Regions from separate parts of the Mus musculus genome. Here all the other regions are linked to region 2. A link is a contact called in public HiChIP or PLAC-seq and promoter capture Hi-C data. All regions are on one chromosome and are shown on one strand. The core of a region is the stretch at or near the end of the contact, and the rest is flanking DNA. Distances in the headings are between cores, read along the strand shown.

The links. Promoter capture Hi-C pulls out the DNA fragments that hold promoters and counts their contacts. HiChIP or PLAC-seq counts read pairs in DNA pulled down with a chosen protein or histone mark.
Region 1: a contact with region 2 is called in an H3K27ac HiChIP or PLAC-seq map of heart atrium, with 8 read pairs. The contact joins the promoter of Wwtr1 here to the promoter of Tm4sf4 in region 2. A contact is called at or near these places in 4 of 39 promoter capture datasets (cranial neural crest, frontonasal cranial neural crest, hippocampal neurons and 1 more), 1 of 484 Hi-C or Micro-C datasets (cardiomyocytes) and 2 of 115 datasets of contacts at active chromatin or transcription factors (heart atrium and pancreatic cancer cells).
Region 3: a contact with region 2 is called in a promoter capture Hi-C map of stem cell-derived epiblast-like cells, with 5 times the contacts expected there. The contact joins the promoter of Commd2 here to the promoter of Tm4sf4 in region 2. A contact is called at or near these places in 5 of 39 promoter capture datasets (cranial neural crest, embryonic stem cells, hippocampal neurons and 2 more), 2 of 115 datasets of contacts at active chromatin or transcription factors (embryonic stem cells and pancreatic cancer cells) and 1 of 9 other capture datasets (adipose tissue).

What each region holds. Positions count from the first base shown.
Region 1 is chr3:57,573,337-57,577,214 of GRCm38.p6, reverse strand. It overlaps Wwtr1 (WW domain containing transcription regulator 1), which reads left to right and starts at 1,339. Exons shown (of 7, transcript NM_133784.3): 1 at 1,339-1,614; 2 at 1,958-2,392. The coding sequence starts at 1,962.
Region 2 is chr3:57,423,857-57,427,640 of GRCm38.p6, reverse strand. Tm4sf4 (transmembrane 4 superfamily member 4) reads right to left here and starts at 2,231. Exons shown (of 5, transcript NM_145539.2): 1 at 1,853-2,231; 2 at 1,084-1,173. The coding sequence starts at 2,026.
Region 3 is chr3:57,650,354-57,654,177 of GRCm38.p6, reverse strand. Commd2 (COMM domain containing 2) reads left to right here and starts at 2,494. Exons shown (of 5, transcript NM_175095.4): 1 at 2,494-2,591; 2 at 2,679-2,756; 3 at 3,405-3,487. The coding sequence starts at 2,525.

The DNA of each region.
Region 1 (3,878 bases), core at 90-2,589, 150 kb before region 2:
GGGATTCGAACTCAGGTTGTCAGAATTGCCTGAAAGGATCTTTTCCAGCTGAGCCACAGTTTTGTTCTCTCTTCTGTCTTAAAGTAAAAATGATGGAGTGGCTTGCATTTGTCCCTTCACCTTGCTGTTAGGTCACAGTTGTCTTCATTTTCCTGTAGCACTGTCAACTGTGGATTTAATTTTGACTTTTATGTCTCTCTTTAATATGGTGAGGCACAGTGCCTGCATTTGATACAATTCTGCTGACAAACTTCCATGCAGCCTTGGCTAAGCAAAGTGCTTTGCGTGTATTGCCTCATTTAACCTATCTAATAAACTTGTCTATTAGAATCTGTGGGTCGGGTAGGGGCTTTCTGGAATGTAACTTAAAAAGCAGCCACCCTTTCTTGGAGAGAAGGAATAGTTGAGCAGCTGGCAGTGGGAAGGGCAAGGCCTCCTCCCTCTTCCCGGCAGCTGTCTTACCAGGCCAGACCTCCTCTCTCCAAAGGCTGGGGTCTCCACCTCTGGCCCATGTCCAGTCGGGTGGGAGGCTGTGTGGCTTTTTCCGGGTCACTGGCACACCCTCTCTATCCTAGCCACCTGCCCCTGTTCCATTCCAGTTCCAGGCTCCCTAGAGCGACCCAGGGACATTCCAATCCTCCCACTACCCTCGCAAACGCCGCGGGAGGAGGGAAGGGGGCGCAATTGCTTGGCCTTCTAGAACGCAGCTTTGTCTCGGCCTTCTAAGGATTGATGAAAGGCTTGAAAGTTGGTAGTTTACAATCGACTCCTCGGTGAAGCCGCATCTTCAGCAACAGCGGCACTTTTTGGGAAACCGTCTCGCAGACAACTGAAAGCCAAACAGCCAAGTTGTCTCCCCAGCAGACCAAATATGGTCACAAGCGTTAAGCAGCCTTCCGTGGAAAGTCTGGCCTCGCGGGTGTCTCCCTGAGCCAGGGTGCGCCCCGGTCCGACCTCTGGCAGATCCGCGCCCCGTGCCACATTCCGGGTGCTGGGCGCTCCCCTTAAGACGAGGGCAAGCGCTCAGGACAGACTCATTCTGGGCCTTGGACCCTCAACCGAGGGCCCTCCGTTATTCTCCGATTTGGTTTTTGTCCATAACCCCTTGATTTAACAGGCTTGAACCATTTTCTCTTTGATCCCGCCCCAAGTCAGTGGTAAACTCAAAGGAATGCAGATAGGCGCTCGGCGGGAGAGGTCGGAGCGGCGCGGCGGGGCGGGGGCACGGTCTCTCCCGAGCTGCGAAGTGCCCAGCCCACCCCCGCCAGCCGGGCTAGGGTGGGAGGAGGAGGAAGAGGAGGGGCGTGGGGCAGGCTGGCTCCGGCCAGGAGGTCATGCATAATTCAACAGCTCCACTTTCGGCCCGCCTCTTTCCTAAGGGTGGGAGTTTGCTTCAAACTTTGTTTATGGGACAGTCCGGGAGCCGCGGCGGCTGCGCTCGTCTACGTCTTCTCTGTCGCCTCCTCGCGCAGTGGGAGCGCCCGAGGCCGGTTCCGGGGATGTAAGAGGATAAGCCTTCGGCTGCTGGGAATCCGCTCGGGATCTGCCAGCCGGGACCGGGTTCCAGCTCGTCAGTTCGGGAGGCGCCCAGGCTTGGCTTCCCCGAGTCCCCAGGTAGCTCCCGCCGCGCCCCGCACCCTCTGTGGCGTCCGGCTCTTAGACGACCGCAGTCGGGACGCCTGGGGTTGCCGGTGGGGGTATTGGGCAGGGGAAGCTGCGACTGGGTCTGGTGCAGGCACCCCCCCCCCCCTTCCTCCCGCGGCTGCCTGCTCAGGGGAGCTTCTCTGTTGCGGGAAAGTTGCATAATCTCGGAGGCCAGGGGCGCCCCCTCCCCCACCGGCTGGTCCCTGGACCCATACCTAACTGTCTCTAGGTTCTCTCTGTCCTTCCCCGGGACTACCCCCTCCTCCTCTGACTTGCACCAAAAGGCTGATCTGATCTTTCTTTTTTCTTGTAGAAAGATGAATCCGTCCTCGGTGCCCCATCCGCTCCCGCCGCCAGGGCAGCAAGTCATCCACGTCACGCAGGACCTGGACACCGACCTCGAAGCCCTCTTCAACTCTGTCATGAACCCCAAGCCCAGCTCATGGCGGAAAAAGATCCTCCCGGAGTCCTTCTTTAAGGAGCCCGATTCCGGCTCGCACTCGCGCCAATCCAGCACAGACTCATCAGGCGGCCACCCGGGGCCTCGACTAGCTGGCGGCGCGCAGCACGTCCGCTCGCACTCGTCGCCCGCATCCCTGCAGCTGGGCACCGGTGCGGGAGCCGCTGGAGGCCCTGCACAGCAGCATGCACATCTCCGCCAGCAGTCCTATGACGTGACCGACGAGCTGCCGTTGCCCCCCGGGTGGGAGATGACCTTCACGGCCACTGGCCAGAGATACTTCCTTAAGTAAGTCTGCCGGCAGTCAAGAGGGGCAAAGTTGTGATGCCCTGGACGCTCGTGTGTTCGTGGCGTGTGTGTGTGTGTGTGTGTGTGTGTGTGTGTGTGTGTGAAAGAGAGACAGAGACAGAGAGAGAGAGACAGAGAGAGACTGAGAGACTGACTCTTCCAAGGTGCTTCAGAGATCTGCTAAGATAAAAAAGTAGGGGATGAATCTCTGGGAGTTGTACTTGACTAGAACAGAGAACGTTTCATGAAGTGGAAACTGCTTAAGCCCTAAGAGATCCAGGCCATTGGAAAACTTAAACTTGGGGAAAGGAATTTTGAGCGACTTTGGCCTAAATCTGGGTCTTAGGCCCTTAGCGCCTTCACTTAAGTTAGCTAGCTCACAGCCAGGTGAGTAGGTGGTCTGGGTTCTTCAGTCACTCAGGAAAAGCAAACCGGAAAAGAACACAGTGCCTGGTGGGCTTTACCTCTCCCAGCTGATGACGTAATGACCACACAGCACAGTAATGTAATTACCAACCGCACTGTAAAGTAGTTATGGGCTGGACCAACAAATTGTGTGGAAATTGGGTCAGGAGTCTTATGTTACACTTGGTAACCTAAAATACCGTCACGGCAGGGCAGTAGTGTGCGTTGTCATCCTTCATGCCCTATCTGCCTAGCTTTTTGAGGTTGTGAATTTTACATTAGATCCAGCTTTTTGAATTAGATCGAACAGAGAAATGTATTCTCAATTGCTAGAGGGAGTTCTTGAGGGAAAGCCGGGGCTGGCACTTGAATTGTTATCAGAACCAGTGAGGTCATAGGGGTCAGGTTAGAAAAGGCCTCCGAAGAAGTTGTGGCTGAGCCATTGGTGTAGAATCACTTCAGCTCGGCTCGGCTGCGCTGCCTGCCCAAAGGGAAGACATCTAAGAACTTGTCTTAAACTTCATCTTACAGCCCCGTTCCTTTGCTGAAGTAGCCTTGCTTTGAAAGGCTCAAATGTAAGATAGCACGTACTATTTTAAAAAATGTAATGCCAAGCTCCTCCTTGGCATTAACTATCTTTGGTCCTTTGATTACCCTCTAAGAATGAGCGGATGGCAGTGGATGCTGTGGGCATATCTGAGACTCATCCTGGTTCCCAGCTCTTCCTCATCCCAAAGCTGTTGACATCACGTGCACTTACTTAGTTTTATGTGTATGTGTGTGCGCCTGGATGTATGTATGTGCACCACATACATGAAGTGCCTGTGGAGGCCAGAAGAGGATGTCTAATTCCCTGGGGTGGCAGTGTGAGCTCCATCCCCCTCCCCTAATTTGGGATTTCGGTGCTAGGAACGGAACTCCAGTCCTCTTCAAGAGCACCAAGTGGTTTTAACCATTAGCCATCTCTCCAGCCTCTTGGGGATATACTTTTTGTTGTATTTGTAATCTTTGTTTTGGGGCTTACTGTGGTGCTGGCATCCTGAAGATAACTCAATGGCTTTGGCACACAGTTGGTGTCTGG
Region 2 (3,784 bases), core at 982-3,481:
GAATCCTGGGAAGCTGGAACAGCTGCATCCCTTGCTCTTCATGAAACCCAGGCTCTACCTCCATTGTATTTTTGCCTTATCATATGCCCAAATGCTTGATAGTTTTTAATCCAACTCTTTCATTAATTTGTATTGCAACTTTGAAAGAAAAACTGACATCATTGCAAACATGAACAGAGTGTCATTAAATGTTGGTCATCAAATGCCCTTTGTGTTCCGAGAGCTTTAGGTTGCTTTCCCTTTGTTACAAAGGAAGTTTGAAGGTTTAGAAACAGCAAAGACTTATCCCCATCAAAATAAGGATTTCTTTCCTTCATAAAATGAAAACAACTGGAGGATAAGTAAAAGAAAACATTCTTTGTTGTTTCGATACGTGTATCTTTATACCAGGGTTTGGTCCATATCTAGGGAATTCTGATCCAGTCCAACTTGCTTATCTTACACTTGGTGTCTTGCCCAGCTGCAGAAATGGGACCTGACCCACATTCCAGCATTCCTCCTGCCCCTCTGGGAACATTAATACCTCCCTAGTCTCTGCTTCACCAACTAAAAGATGGATGGCCGCATGAAAAAGGAGAGGAGATTGAAATCCCAAGGTTGATTCTGAATGGCAGTGGGAAATACAGAGCCTCCATAAAGAGTGACCTTTGCTGTGCTAAAGAAGGGGGCTTAGTTAGCTTTTAGGGAGGGGGAAGATACCATCTTTTATTGTGCCCCAGTATCCTTCAATGGTGATGCAATTGAGGGCTGGAAGAAGGACATGGCTTGTTCAAGTTCTCATGTCTTCTTAGTGGCAAAGGGAAACCTGTGGCTCCATCTTTGCCTTCCTTCTGGGGCCTCACTCTGGTTTTAAAACTCTGGCATCTCAGTGTACTGGTAAAAAATGGATCTACACCTTTATGAAGGCTGTAGAATATATTTATTCTTATTATTCCGTATCAGTGAGAATTAGAGCTTAATCCTGTACCAGATGGCCCAGGAGTCTTGGCTGGGGCTGATTACTTGTTTGGCACACCCATGCTGCCCAGAACAAGCGGGCAGTGAACCCCAGAGATTCTGTCAGCTGATCCCAGAACGACTCACCGCAAATCGCTTCCCACAGCCCTCATTGCCACAGCATCCGCAGCAGTCGTTGTTCTGCAGGCCCAAGAACACAAGCGCAGGGAAGATCATCTGCCGGCAAGAAAAGTGCTTAGACGGTCTGGGGTGAAGGGAAACCCACACTTTTTCTTGCCAGTGAAGACCTCAGGTCTCAGGGGCTTAAGTGGGGCAGGCAAGACCTAACAGCCGATGGCTCATGGCAGCTTTTAGTACAGGGATTCCATTTGGTCAACTTCTGTGAGGAGATTTTAAGAGTAGATAGGCTGAGTTTTTCGTTTACAGGGTGGGTTTAGGGCAAGGATATATTTATACTCAGTGTATAAAAAGCAAGGCCTCCACTACTACAAGCTGGAGGTCCCACGCGTATTTGGAAACAAGGAGATGAAGAAGCCGTGAATTCCTGAATGAAAGCTTACTTACAGCTTCTGTGTCCCTTCATTCTAAGTCAATCCATTTGTATAAAGCACTGTGTTCTGTTTTTAGTTCTTATTGCCACAATTGACTAGAGTAAAATAATCAAGTGGCTATTAGCTTGGTTCTCTGGGCTCAGATGTCTTAGGGTGACTCCAGCCCAAACTTGGGGATGAACCACTTAGTAAACCAAGCTGTCCCCAGCCGCGAATAGAAAGGGGAAGTATATTAGGGCACTACTTTTCATCGCATATAGGTTGTAAGCTTCAAAATGGCATCTCCTGCAATAAGGACAGACGAGGATTTGCCTTCGTGGGAATGTTAAGGTTTCTCTACTCACCAAGACTCCACTTCCCAATATTCCTCCGAAGTACCAGACCTCATCCGAAAGGTGGCTTTTGTCGTTCACCACTTTTCCTCCAGGAAAGAACAACAGGATATTTGCCAGGAGGCCAAACACAGCCAGGGGAATGAGGGTGCCCCCCAGGCACCTGGCACAGCCCCCAGTACACATGCTGGGGGGTCACAGGAAAGCACAGAGATCAAAGGCTCGTCGCCACCAGCTTGACGGTTCTCCTCAGGGATTGCAGCAGCACGTTCCAGTGGCTGTACCGGGGTCAATAAGAAAAGTGGGACCAAATATCAGAGTTCTTTGAACCTTGGAGACACTTCACTTCTCAACTACGGCAGGCCTTCAGTGGCAATGGATATTTATATCCCTGACTCTATGTCTCTCTCTCTCTCTTTTTTTTCCAACCCCATAAATGAGATTACGTTTTGTGCGATCGTTCAATTGTTTTGCCATGGAGACCAATAACCTCTGTTAATAATCCACCAGCACAGACAAGACATTCAAGTTGTTGCAATTGAAGAGAAGGCTGGGACAAGCAGTGCTCAGCACTGCCCCTTTAATTTCATAATGTCTCTGCCCAAATAAAGAAGTATTCCCTGGGCATTATATACATCACTCTCATAACCCACTAATATCCTGATTAATGTTATGACTCCCAAACACTAAGTGATCTGCTTGGCTCTTCCTTGGTCTTGTTCACGGAAAGCCTGAAACACAGGCTTATCCAGATGGCCTTGCTTTCCTTAATAGAGAAGCAATTCCACGGACTTATTGGATACTGCTGAATTCAGGCCTGGCGTTTTTAAAGGATAAAATCAGAACAGCTATTTGTTTTACTGCCCGACTGCTGTATTTCTTTATTTGTTTACTCAATTAGGTAATTAAATACCATGTTCTTCCCAACACGTCATAGAATCGGCAAAACCAACTTTTCTAATTGGATTGTTTTGTTACTTCATACAGAAATAGAAACCTGTGTCTAAAGGGCAAGGCAAGAGAGCCCTGGGAGAAGCTAGATGCTAATGGAGGTAGAGAGGAGGAGACTGGAGGCAGCTAGAAATCGGAAGGGAGGAAGGAAAACAAACCCATGCAGAGGCTTTGCCGCCTTACAGGAGCACGGTTCAGTTACTAGTTTGCTTTGTGTCATTTAAGTTGTCTCAGACACACTTACACCAGCTCCACACGATGCATTGACCTATCCTGGTACTGTGTGATGAGTCAGCCAGAGGACTATGGGGTGAGGAAGAGAATTAGCTCTTTACTGACAGTCTAGAGGTCAAAACTAAGGACAATAAGTAAAATATTTAGGGGTTGGAATTGTTGCAAAAACAAAAATAAAAGCAAAGCAAAACAAAACAAAACAACAACAATAAAACCAAGCAACTGACACCTAACTGTCATGGAGCACTTGCTCCTTGGCAGGGATGGCCAGGGAAACAGTGGACTATGCTTTGCCAAGTCTCCAGGACCACTGTCCAGGGGAGCCGGCTGTGAGAAGGATTATAGAGAGGCAGACACTGAGGTTCATTCTGAAGAGTCTACAAAATGTGCCTTGGTTGTTCTGTATACACACTTAGAGAACTCAGGGCCAGTGTGAGATAAACAAAAACAAAAGGAAGTGTTCACTGAACATCTGCAAAATCACCCCAAAGTACAAATGAGTATTTTTAGTGTTCCCTTCTACCCAGACTAGCATTTTCCATCTAGTTCAAATAGGCTTAGAAAATTCTTTAAAGTCACCCCAGCGGAAGATGATGGGCTAATGCTGTGTGTGTGTGTGTGTGTGTGTGCACACGCGCGTGCGTGCGCACACACCCATGTGGAGATCAAAGGAGGATGCAGCGTCTCCTGCTTTATCACCCTCCATTCATCTCTGTGTGACAGGGTCTCTCTGGGAACCTGAATCTGGAGTCCTCTGGT
Region 3 (3,824 bases), core at 1,245-3,744, 230 kb before region 2:
AGTTCAAATGTTTCCAAGCAGCTGGCCAGAGGCCTCCTTTCCTCCTCAGAAATCCCAGGTAGGAAACAAGAAGTTGTTCCAGTGCTAGCCTCTGGTGAGCTTTATAACCCTGGACGGCAGAAGGCAGCAGCAGATGAGCCCGGTAGCAGGTGGTAGCCTCTACGGTTACATCTCCTGTGCAGATTTCTGATAGTAACATTCCTAACCCTGCAAGTGCTATGATCCCTGGGCAAGCCTTAGTGTTGGAATAGACCTTGAACAAACAGCGCCAGACCCTGACTAAAGAGCTTTTCTCCCCTAAAGCTTGCTGAAATCCCCTGCCACTATGTTGAAACTCCAACCTCTTGCCAGGCATGGTGGTGCATGGCTTTAATCCCAGCACTCAGGAGGCAGAGGCCAGCAGACCTCTGAGTTCAAGGCCAGCCCTTCTACAGAAGAAGTTCCAGGCAGCAATGAAGAGAGACCCTGTCTCAGAAGACCACAAAAACAAATAAAACAAAACCCTCCAGTTCTTCCCTCCTCACTGCCATTTCCAAACTCATCTGCCCACTCTGCCCTTGCATCCTGATAGCCAGGCAAGGGAGTTTCTAAAGATAAACAGACCTGTGTGGATAAACAGCTCCAGGAGGGAGAAACTACAGGCTTACCTGTAGCCCTAGCAGTTGCATTCCCAAACTGCCTACATAAGCCCAAGCACCCCCTTTTCCTTTTGCAGACACTGCCTTCATCCTGTGCCTGCCCTTTCTGTTTGAAATAAAGAGTTCCATCCGTTGAGGTCAGACTGGTCTATTTCCTGCCTCTATAAGCTGTTTCTTTAAGCTGCCTCGGAAATCTAATGTTGTGCTACTTCAGAAATCTAACATTGGTAGTGGAATCCTTACTTCTACAAGGTTCATGGCTCTTGTATAGGTCTACAGTAAGTACCAAGACTCTTTTATAGGTGTAAAAAAAAAATCAAGATATCTTAGTCTTGGGCAGTAGCCAGCACTGAAGATACTAAATAGGCAGGTATCCAATTCCTCACCCCTTGGTGATAGACAATTGTGTAGTTCCTGGGCCTGGGGTAGTTGAAAACATTGGCTCCCTAGAACTCAAGAACTCTTTGATTATTTCTAAAATAATTTTTATGACATTAGGAAGAGACAGAGAGTGAGAAAAGGGAGAGAGGGGAGGAGTGAGTTAATATGTGAACACATGTGCCTCAGTGTACGTTGGTGAGTCAGAGAACAACTCATATGTGTTGGTTTTCTCTTCTACCGTGAGGGTTCCAGGGGTTGAACTCTTGTCTTCAGGCTTCACAGCAAGCAGCTTTTATCCACTGAGCTATCTTACCCACTCAGCTATCTTACCCACCCAGTCTGTTTGAATCTTTACCATCTTCTATCCCTCTTCAGTTCCTAAGAAACTGGTTATTTTACGTTCCCCGCCTCTCAGCTCTCCCTCTTCTGCTGGCAAGAGTCAGGCTGTGCTGTCACTTCTATGGCTTGATGTTCAGAATGCTCAGCTGTCGCAGCTGCTGCCACATGGCTGCTTTTATCATTGCTGCTATAGCACTGTATCTGCTTCCAGAAGTGGGCAAGAAAAGACCCCTAGAGAGAAGCCTTTTATTGAGTCCAAAGTTGTAGCAGCAAGGGATACAGTGTAGGGTGTGTCTATCCCTACCTGCTCATGAACTGAGCAGCCAGCTTCTAAATCTGAAGAAATGGTGTTTGCACCATTTGAAGCAAACCTCACATGTAAACAAAGGTATGTTTGGTTAGCATCTTCCCTTTTGTACTAAGAAAGTGCTCCCTTTCTTGCCTAAGTGGACACGTTCACAGGCTTATTTAGGGATCATGAAGGCTTGTGATAACACAAAGTCCTACACAAACTGTTCAAAACTACCCTAGTTGGGGCTGTATCTTCAGAAATTAATGCAAAGACCTCTGCTCATAGTGTAGTCATAGTGTAGTTTCTTCAAGGTATTTGTGGAGTGTACAAAATAGTCACTACATATATATTTATGTATATATACATGTAATATACGTATACATATATACATATATATACACATATATATACATATACACATACACATACATATACATGAGTATATGTATATACATATACACATATACACATACACATACATATACATATACATGAGTGTTATATACCCAAAACTAGAGTTAGTGATGGTTGAGAACGTGAGTACTGGAACCGAATCTGGTTCTTCTGCAAGAGCAACAAGAGATCTTAACCACTTAACCACCATCTCTCCAGCACTACATATTACACTTTTGCAGGATGGCTCATGAATGAGTGGAAGACTTGTACCTTCAACTCTTTTAACCAGCGTTCACTGCCTACCTTCACTCCTATAGAGTGAACCGGACGATACCGTGCTCCTAGGACTGCCAGCAACCGGAACCCAAAGCATGGGCTGTACCGCGACGCCCGCCGGAACTTCTTTTTGCCTGCACAGAGGTCGGAAGTGGTGAGGGCGGGGCCGGCGCCGGGTGGCAAAGTCTGAAGAGCCGCTAAAATGCTGCTGGATTTGTCCGAGGAGCACAAGGAGCACTTGGCCTTCCTGCCGCAAGTGGACACTGCAGGTAAGTTAGTGCTTGCGGGGTGCTTGCGGCGGGGACAACCCGGGGGACAGCCCGGCACTCACAGCCTGCTGCTGACTTCCGTTGCAGTGGTCGCCGAGTTCGGGAGGATCGCCGTGGAGTTCCTCCGACGGGGCTCAAACCCGAAGATCTACGAAGGCGCCGCCAGTAAGAAAGGGGGAGGACGGGCTCTGTCTGTGGAGCTGGAGAGTGCGATCCATTCTCTTTCTCCGCAGGAGTCTTTGCAGGTCCTAGGGTCTTGTTCCTTGTTCCTCTTAAAACCCCGCAGAGCAGTCAGTCAAGGCGCACACTGCAAGGAGCTGCGCGCTTTTATAACTAGTGTGGAACAAATATCTTCATATTTAAAATGAATACAGTGCCACCTGCCTTTTAGAAATATTCTGGTGCTTAATAAAATACCGCATGCTGAAGAAGTGGAACTGTCATCGAAGTGTTTAGTAAACATTTGCTACCCAGAAACTGCTTTTTTTCTAAGCTGGGGGGGGGGGGGTGGTGGTGGTGGTGGTTGAGATTAAGAACATCTCTACTGACTTCTCCTTCTGCCTGGGTTGAAGGGGCTTTGTGTGTCTGTTCACAGGTTTGTGTTTTGTTAGGCTGACTTGGAGGGAAATAGCCAAGGCCCCTGTTAGTGGAGTGGGTTAAGAAGGAACAGTAGTCTCCGCTTAACTCATTTTTATTGTATAGTTTGAAAACAGAGCAATTGAATGTGTTTATTTTTAAACAAATTGATAATCTGTTTATTTCTTCACCACCCCACCACCACCACCACCACCACCACCACCACCACCACCTTAGGAAAACTGAACGTGAGTAGTGACACTATCCAGCATGGTGTGGAAGGATTAACGTATCTCCTCACCGAGAGCTCAAAGCTTATGGTAAGACTTCTGAGAGCTGTATTGTATCACCCAGATCCTTTCAAACTGGCGCCTATTACAATATTTCTAACTCATAATCGAATTTGTGCAGTATACCAAAACAGTGCTATTGGCGTTATCTAATATGAATTCCTCTTGCCGGTTTAAATTATAATTGTCTCTATTTCTGCATCATGTGCCATCACCCATGTATGTCAGGAGATGGGAGAATGAAATATTGCATTTTTAAAAATGTATCAGCAGTCATTATCTGGCTTGATGGAAAAATATTAAATAAAATTAGGCATCTTAATTTCTTTCCTATTTTAATAAGGTTATTTTGTATATTAGTAACTTG